Regions from separate parts of the Mus musculus genome. Here region 2 is linked to region 1. A link is a contact called in public Hi-C data. All regions are on one chromosome and are shown on one strand. The core of a region is the stretch at or near the end of the contact, and the rest is flanking DNA. Distances in the headings are between cores, read along the strand shown.

Region 1 (3,689 bases), core at 1,100-3,599:
CCATCTGCATATCAGATATTTACACTATGATTCATAACTGTAGCAAAATTACAGTTATGAAGTAGCAATGAGATATTTTTATGGTGGGGAGTCACTTACAGCACGAACTGTATTAAGGGGGTAGCAGCATTAGCAAGGTTGAGGTGCGGTGATCTAAAGGAATATACATGTTACAAAACAAAAAGCAAGTGTTGTCCTACTGACTAACAAGTCAGATAAACTTGGAATAGCTGAATATGGAGGTCATTGATTTTCATGTAGGTTGTTAATTAAAGCCGTTAATTTGATCCACTAAGTATTTAAAAGAGCAGCTCATTGATTATCAGTGAAATCTAAGACAAACTGTCATGGGTAATGAAAAGATCCTAAGTAGACGGCAATTGCCAGCTTTTAAAATAACTGGAGGTTTGATCGAAAGGAACCCATGAGTGTAAAATTGACTGAAGGGGTTTTTAAAAAATATGAATAAATGCCAATACAAGTTCAGCCCACACAACAGAAGCGGGACAAGTTGGTAACGGAGTAAACGCTTGGAACAACAGCAGGCAGTGTTTATTGTCAATTTGACAGTCTAAAGTCACCTGGAAGATGGGCGTGCTATGGAGATTATCTTTATTGCATGGGGCAGGAAGACACGCCCACAGGGGGTGGGGCCATTCTCTGACTGAAATCTGAGACTGTAAGCAAGGAAGAAGTGTGCTGAGCAGTGGCACCTATGCCTTCGGTCCTTCCCCTCTGCTTTGGACTATGACTACTAATGTGACTATCAAACTCAAGTTCCGGCCTTCCAGACTTCCCTGCAGTGATAGGCCACGATCTGGAGGTGAGGGCTAAAACAGACCCTACTTCCTTAAACTGCTTTGCTGGGGTATTTTATCACAGCAACGGGAAAGGGAACTAACACAAATGGTAAATAGAACAGTGGCTGTTGTGGAAGACCGTAGGGGTTGGCCAGAGCCAGGGACCCTCCCCTTTTGACTAATTATGTACCTCCCATGGAAGAAACAAGCTGATCCTCTCCTCCTAGGTCTCCTCCTCCTCTTCTTCCTCCTCCTCTTCCTCTTCCTCCTCCTCCTCCTCTTCCTCTCCCTCCTCCTCCTCTTCCTCTTCCCTCTTCCTCTTCCTCCTCCTCCTCTTCCCTCTTCCTCTTCCTCTTCCTCCTCCTCCTCTTCCTCCTCCTTATTTCTTTTGAGGATAATTTGATTCTTGTACAAATATTGCTGCCTTTGTTTGACTTTGGATTTGGACAAACCTAGAGTCAAAAAATGTCCCCTTATTTATACTTTACAAGTTGTCCCATATGAGGCAAGGCACCTCCAGCCTTCATCTCTTCTTGGTAAAATGGGGCTGGTAAAACCCATCTAGTGGGCTTTAAGGCTTAAACTTAATCAAGGATTCAATAAATAGCAAAGTGACTGACAAGGAGCTGGACACTTGGTTACTGTTGCCTGTCTTTTAAATGTTCCTGCTCCTCTCATGGTCCCCTAGCAATAAAATCCAGTGGCCTTCCGGAGTGTAAAGAGGGGTAAGTCACAGGAAACGCCTTCAACATTTGGAGTGGGTCTAAAACATTATCAGCCTAGCCAAGAGTGTCAACTGGTGCATTCCTAAAGCTGTTGGCAGCCACTGCCCTAGTGGACTAGGGCAATTGTTCTTTCCACAGTTTGAGAGGACCAGACCTCCCTTTTCACAATGAAGTGCAGGGAGGGTGACTCCCCTCCCCCACCCGAGAGGCAGTATGTGTGAGCAAATTCTCAGTCCTTTTTTTTGTTGTTGTTTTTAAAAATCTCTTTTAATAAGTTCTGTTTTATGATCAATCACAAGTAGGTTATTCATGGGAGAGGAGGTGCCTCTCTGGGGAAAATACACTAGCAGAAGATTGAATTTAAAGCATCAGAAACGATGTGACAAGATGTAAAATAATACTATGCTAACCTACAAATGACTTATTAATGCTGTGGGCCATGTCTGGGGCGTGGCCTCATTTACCCAATAAAATTTATGGATGGATAAAGACATTAACAATGAATAATTTCAGTCTGTGGTATCCATGGATACATAGCTCAATTGGAAACCATTTCTTAGGAGTTCATAGGCAGCCATTAATAACCATTGAGTCTTGGCCACACAGCCTTTGACAGGCTAGCTTATCAGAGCTCCACGCCTTGCTGGAGAGACTTATGTGAGCGCAAGGCTACAAGGAAACCTACACTTAATGAATGTCTATTAACGTCTTGAGGAGAAGATGAGGAGTGATTAGCTGAGAGAGTTAATGAATTGTCTGTTTAAGTGGGTTTACGAGGCAAATGAGCGTGTGGAGGTGAAATAGGACATCCAAAGACGTTCTGGCTCAAGTACACTGTGAACCTCTAAAGCATGAGCATGCAATATTTCCCGAGCTTGTCAGATGAATGGAGCCTTTCTTCTCAGAGAATTTTAATGAAAACCACATTGAGAAATGTGGGGAATGGAGATAAAACATACAGAAAATGTAAACAAGTCAGATAAATATGGTGCACTTGTGTGCATGCATACAAATTGTGTGTGTGTGTGTGTGTGTGTGTGTGTGTGTTTCTCTCAACAGGATACTTTTATCCCATAAATAACAACAGCAGCAGAATAGCTTCCTAAGCAGGCTGCACCATACAGCATTTGCATGACCTCAGTTTGCCTGCCATTACCATCAAAGGAAGAAGCAATCCGATAGCTCATTGGCATCAGCTCTTGCAAAGCTATAAACATCCCAAGACCCCTCGTCACCATGGCAACCTTATCCCTAATTACCAACTGTAACAGCTATGGTTGCAGTCGCCTCTTTTGTGCAAATTTGTCCTGGAGAATTCTGGGCGGTTCCCGTAGTAGAAACAGTACGAACGCCACCTGCTGGTCATATTCCTGTACTGCGCTAGCTCCCTGTGATCTCTGGGGTCCAAAGTCAAAGCCAAGAAAATAAAGCAAGATGAACAATCATCAACTCCAGAAAAGGGGTTCAGGGAGTGGGGGAGGTTTGGGGGAACGAGGGGTCACGAGGGAAAGTGACTGTGTGTAATTTTTACAAAAATAAACTTCCGTTCTTATCTTAATAAAAGTAAGGGTCCTGGAAACAGTGACAAATCTTCAAAGCATGATAGAAAGCTGAGATGGGAACATAAAAATTTGAATGTGAAAACACATGTGTTTGATATTAAGAAATGTATTGGAGTCCGTGTGAACTCCTAGCAGAGACCTGCTTTAAGTGCATTAAATACTGTCAACTTGCTTTAAGATGGCAGTGTAGAAGCTGGGGAGACCCTCACCTGCAACCCCTGCACTTGAGAGGCTGAGACAGGGAGGAACTGGCATTGAAAGCCACCTGATGAGTGAGATGCAGATAAGCCTGTGAGATGTAGCAAGACCCTACTGCATAAACTTAAATGGCAAAATGTGTCTAGAAAACTGCTAAGTGTGATTATCAGATATGAAGATACACCAGACTGTCACAGACCAGCTTAGGGAAATTAAAAATCGGAGCCCTGGGGTGGTGGGGAGGAATGCCCATAAATTCCCCTGGATGCTTATTCGCTTAGGATAAAGTCCTATCATCTATCGAAAAATGATACTATTAACATATGTTCTCTTTATTTTGTTATTATTCTTTCTCCTGTTTCCTCTGTAGTAAAAACATTTCTGAATTTGTATTACACAATGGT
Region 2 (3,685 bases), core at 1,010-3,509, 550 kb before region 1:
TTGGATGTTGCTGTGGAGTCCAGAAACTTCCTTCTGCCTCCTCTAACGATATCTCTAAGCACCCCCTCCACTGTACAAAAATCAGCTGAAATGGGAAATTAGGCTCATTAAGCTCTTACTATGTAGGATAAAACTTCATGTTTATTTAATAGGTTCTTTCGCCTCACCTCTCGTGTGTGTGTGTGTGTGTGTGTGTGTGTGTGTAAACCATATCCATCAACCTGGCTTACGAATACAAAGGATCTGAGAAGAGGATCCTGGTGAGGGGCTGCTGAGGTTGCTCTAGGTATTTGGGGAGTTCCTGCTTCTCCCTGGTGTGTCATCTCTGCAGGTGCTGTTAATGCCAGAGCTTGAACAGTTTACCCCTCAGCTCTCCAGCTAGCTCACTGGCTCTCCCTTACACAGTCCTCTATTCTTGAGACACACCCATTCCATGCCTGGTGCTGTGCCACACCCCCCTGAGACCGCAGAGGACGCACATGGACAAGTTATAGCTGCCTTTGTTGTCTTAAGCAGTCAGCCCAGGAAAGCCAGCCGAAAGCATGGGTGTAAGGACTTAGAGGGGGAGGCGGGAGAGGGGAAGGCTGTGGGTACAGCATGGATAGTTTCTAATGCAAGGAAACTAGTTAGAGACCATGGCGATGTTTGAACCTTAGGGGACTAAGGCTAGGGATGGTAGCCTGTGCTCCAATGGAAGCAGTCCACAAAGGACATGAGACCAGGGCATTACTTACGTTTCCTACTGGGACAAAGTATCTGACAAAAGAGTCTATTTTGGATCATGCTTTGAGGGGACAATAGTCAATCATGGAGGGGACATCATGTCAGTGGGGCTTGAGGTAGCTGGTGTCATTGTGTCTGTAGAGGAAGCAAACAGAGATGACTGCTCAGCTTGCTATCTCCTCTATTGATTAGGGAGCATAGTGCATGCAATGGTGTAGCCTGTACTTAGAGTGGATCTCCCAACCCCATTCAACTGGATTCAGATAATTTCCACAACATGAGTGTTGTGGCTCACAGTGCAGTGAGAGGGAGTGCGGTTTCCTCTCTGGCACCACCTTAATTTCCTTGGGGCATCACTCAGTAGTAGGGCTGATGGGTAGGTGGATCGGGTGCATATTTATTTGGGTATTAGGGGTAGAACCCAGGCCTTGTGCGTGCTAGGCAAGAATTCAACCAGTGAACCATGCCCCCAGCCTGGGGGACCCTCCAGTCTGTTAGCCAAGGATGGCTATAGAGGTTTACAAACCCACCCAGAATAGACTGGTACAACAGGTCATGTACTTTCTCCACATTCTTACCCAGAATTATTTTTTGAATAGTAGGCTGTCCTTACAGTTATAGGCCGGTATTTCATTGTGGCTTCTTTTAGACGTTCTTTACTTTTTAATTATGTGCACATGTGAGCACAGGTGCTTTCAGAGTCTGCCGAGAACATCAGATCCTTGGAGCTGGAGTTACAGGTGGTTGTGAGCTGCCTAACATGGGTGCTGGAAAGTAAACAAGGGTTTTCTGGAAGAGCAACTTCTTTACTGTTGAGCCATCTTGCCAACCCCTTCATTTTCCTGAGGATGAATGACATAGAACACCCTTCATCTGTTGGTTCACCATTTGTCTGTCTTTTAAATAATGTCTGTTACCATTTTATTTTTATTTTTATTTTTTTTAAAGATTTATTTATTATATGTATATGAGTACACTGTAGCTGTCTTCAGATACCCCAGAAGAGGGCATCAGATCCCATTACAGATGGTTGTGAGCCATCATGTGGCTGCTGGGAATTGAACTCAGGACCTCTGGAAGAGCAGTCAGTGCTCTTAACCGCTGAGCCATCTCTCCAGCCCCTGTTCCCAATTTAAAATCAGGTAAAATTTTCCTTTTTTTAAAATTTCATTTTCTGAGTCATATATATATTTTTTTCTATTTTTACCCCACCCCCTTATATATTTTTATTATCAACCCTGGACCAATCCTTTCCTCAAAGGGATATGTGAACAATGAATGGGCATACACGTCTGCCATCCTGATCTGGTCCCAGGTAAAGTCCTAGGCCCTCAGCGATGAATGTCTGGGGTCTAGTTAGCCTCTGCACGGGGCTCAGTCGACACTGCCTGCTGGCTTCATTTCCTGTTTGTCTTGCTTCCCCAGTCAGCTTGCTGGCCCTCCAAATGTACAGACCTTGCCTGGCTTTAGCATAGCAACAGAGCCTAGCACAGGGCTGAGAACGGAGGCAGGCCTTGGGAACGCTTTCTGGGTTAGGGAGGAGGCTTCTCTCAGCCCTTTCATCGTGGGTGCTATGTGACCCCCACAAGCCCCTGAGCATTGCAGTTGGAAGCGGCCAGCTCACCCTCGGGGTGAACTTCTAGCAGATGAGAGATTTCCTCCCCTCCCCCATCTCCAATTGCTGTTCATGTCACAAACTGAAGACAAAGCCACGTTTAGCAAATTCCGCAGTCCCACTCTTGACACCTCCCGCACAGAAAAGCATTTGACAACTGGTTCCTATGGTAACGGGCTTTCTTTGAAATAATTTCTTGTTCGCTGTGCCAGCCCCCCACCTTGCTCTTCTTGAGAGTAAATGGCCATCGTTGAAAATGTGGCAAGGAGAGAATATTCCGCCAGCAAAGCCAGTGGTGGGGGCAGGCATGGGGACTCTGACTGGCCCTTTCTCTAGCTCACGCAGGTTACTGTCCTCAGAGCTAAGCTGGTGATTGCTCAGCAATGGGTTAAAGTCTACCAAAAGTGAAGTCTCCAGAAAGCTGACAGCAGCATTAACACGCACTATTTAGAGCAACACGGAAGTGTGGTGCACTCTAATTTTGGAGAAGAGCCATTTTCGCACGTTCTGAGCAACAGTGCCTGTCCTGGAAGCTGATGGCTCCCTCTTCCTGTTGCTTGTCAGCCTCAGCGCACAGGCAAGGTTCTTTTCTTCATACGGGAGTTGACCTTGCCCCTCATCTTTGTTTCCATGGTGCCAAGCAGCAGAAGACCAAACTTAAATTCTGCTATGGACTGAATTGCGTTAACCCCAAATTCCTGTGTCACCTAGTGCAACTGCATATGACTGTGTGGCGATCAGGGGTTTGAAGAGGTGATTAAGATACGCTGAGACTGATAGGGTGAGCCCTAATCCAGTATGACGAGGGACCTCAGAAGAGAAGATCAGAACACACAGAGGCACTGGGGACATGGGAGCACAGAGGAGAGGACAGCTGCCTTGAGAGAGATCCTGTAACGTCGTGTTTCAGGTCAGGCAGAGGCTGCAGCCCAGTTGGTAGAGTGCTCACCTGGCATGCTCCAAGCCCTCCAGCACTACACAAAAGCAGGCGTGGGATGCACACCAGTAATCCCAACACTTGGAAGCTGGAGGCAGGAGGATCAGAAGTTCAAGGTTATTCCTCGGCTATATAGCAAGTTCGAGGCCAGCATGGGCTGCCTGAATGCTATCTAGGTTTTTCTTTTTCTTTTTTTCAAGCTAGACTGTAAAAAAAAACCACAAACATTTATGTATTCTTAAGCTTTCATAGGCTGCAAAGTCCAAGATCAAGGTGCTGGCTGATTGAGTGATCAGTGAAGATGCTCTTTTTGGTACATAGATGGCATCTTCCCATGGTGTCCCCCAGATGACAGAAGGGCCAATGGTGCTCTCTTGGGCTTTTTTAATAAAGGACACTAATCAAATCTA

What was found. Hi-C and Micro-C count contacts between places; a contact is called where the count stands out from the background.
Region 2: a Hi-C map of cortical neurons shows a contact between it and region 1, with 4 times the contacts expected there. The contact joins two enhancer-like sites. A contact is called at or near these places in 2 of 484 Hi-C or Micro-C datasets (bone marrow-derived macrophages and cortical neurons) and 1 of 9 other capture datasets (embryonic stem cells).

Annotation. Positions count from the first base shown.
Region 1 is chr14:66,377,226-66,380,914 of GRCm38.p6, reverse strand. No RefSeq gene overlaps it. Among named protein-coding and RNA genes, the nearest start is that of Stmn4, 35 kb to the right of the region's middle. Within about 2 kb of position 2,349, at least 47 of the 459 cell types and tissues checked have an H3K27ac peak or open chromatin away from gene starts, as enhancers often do. A contact at or near this core is called in cortical neurons, where this site is marked.
Region 2 is chr14:66,930,890-66,934,574 of GRCm38.p6, reverse strand. No RefSeq gene overlaps it. Among named protein-coding and RNA genes, the nearest start is that of Pnma2, 22 kb to the right of the region's middle. Within about 2 kb of position 2,259, at least 39 of the 459 cell types and tissues checked have an H3K27ac peak or open chromatin away from gene starts, as enhancers often do. A contact at or near this core is called in cortical neurons, where this site is marked.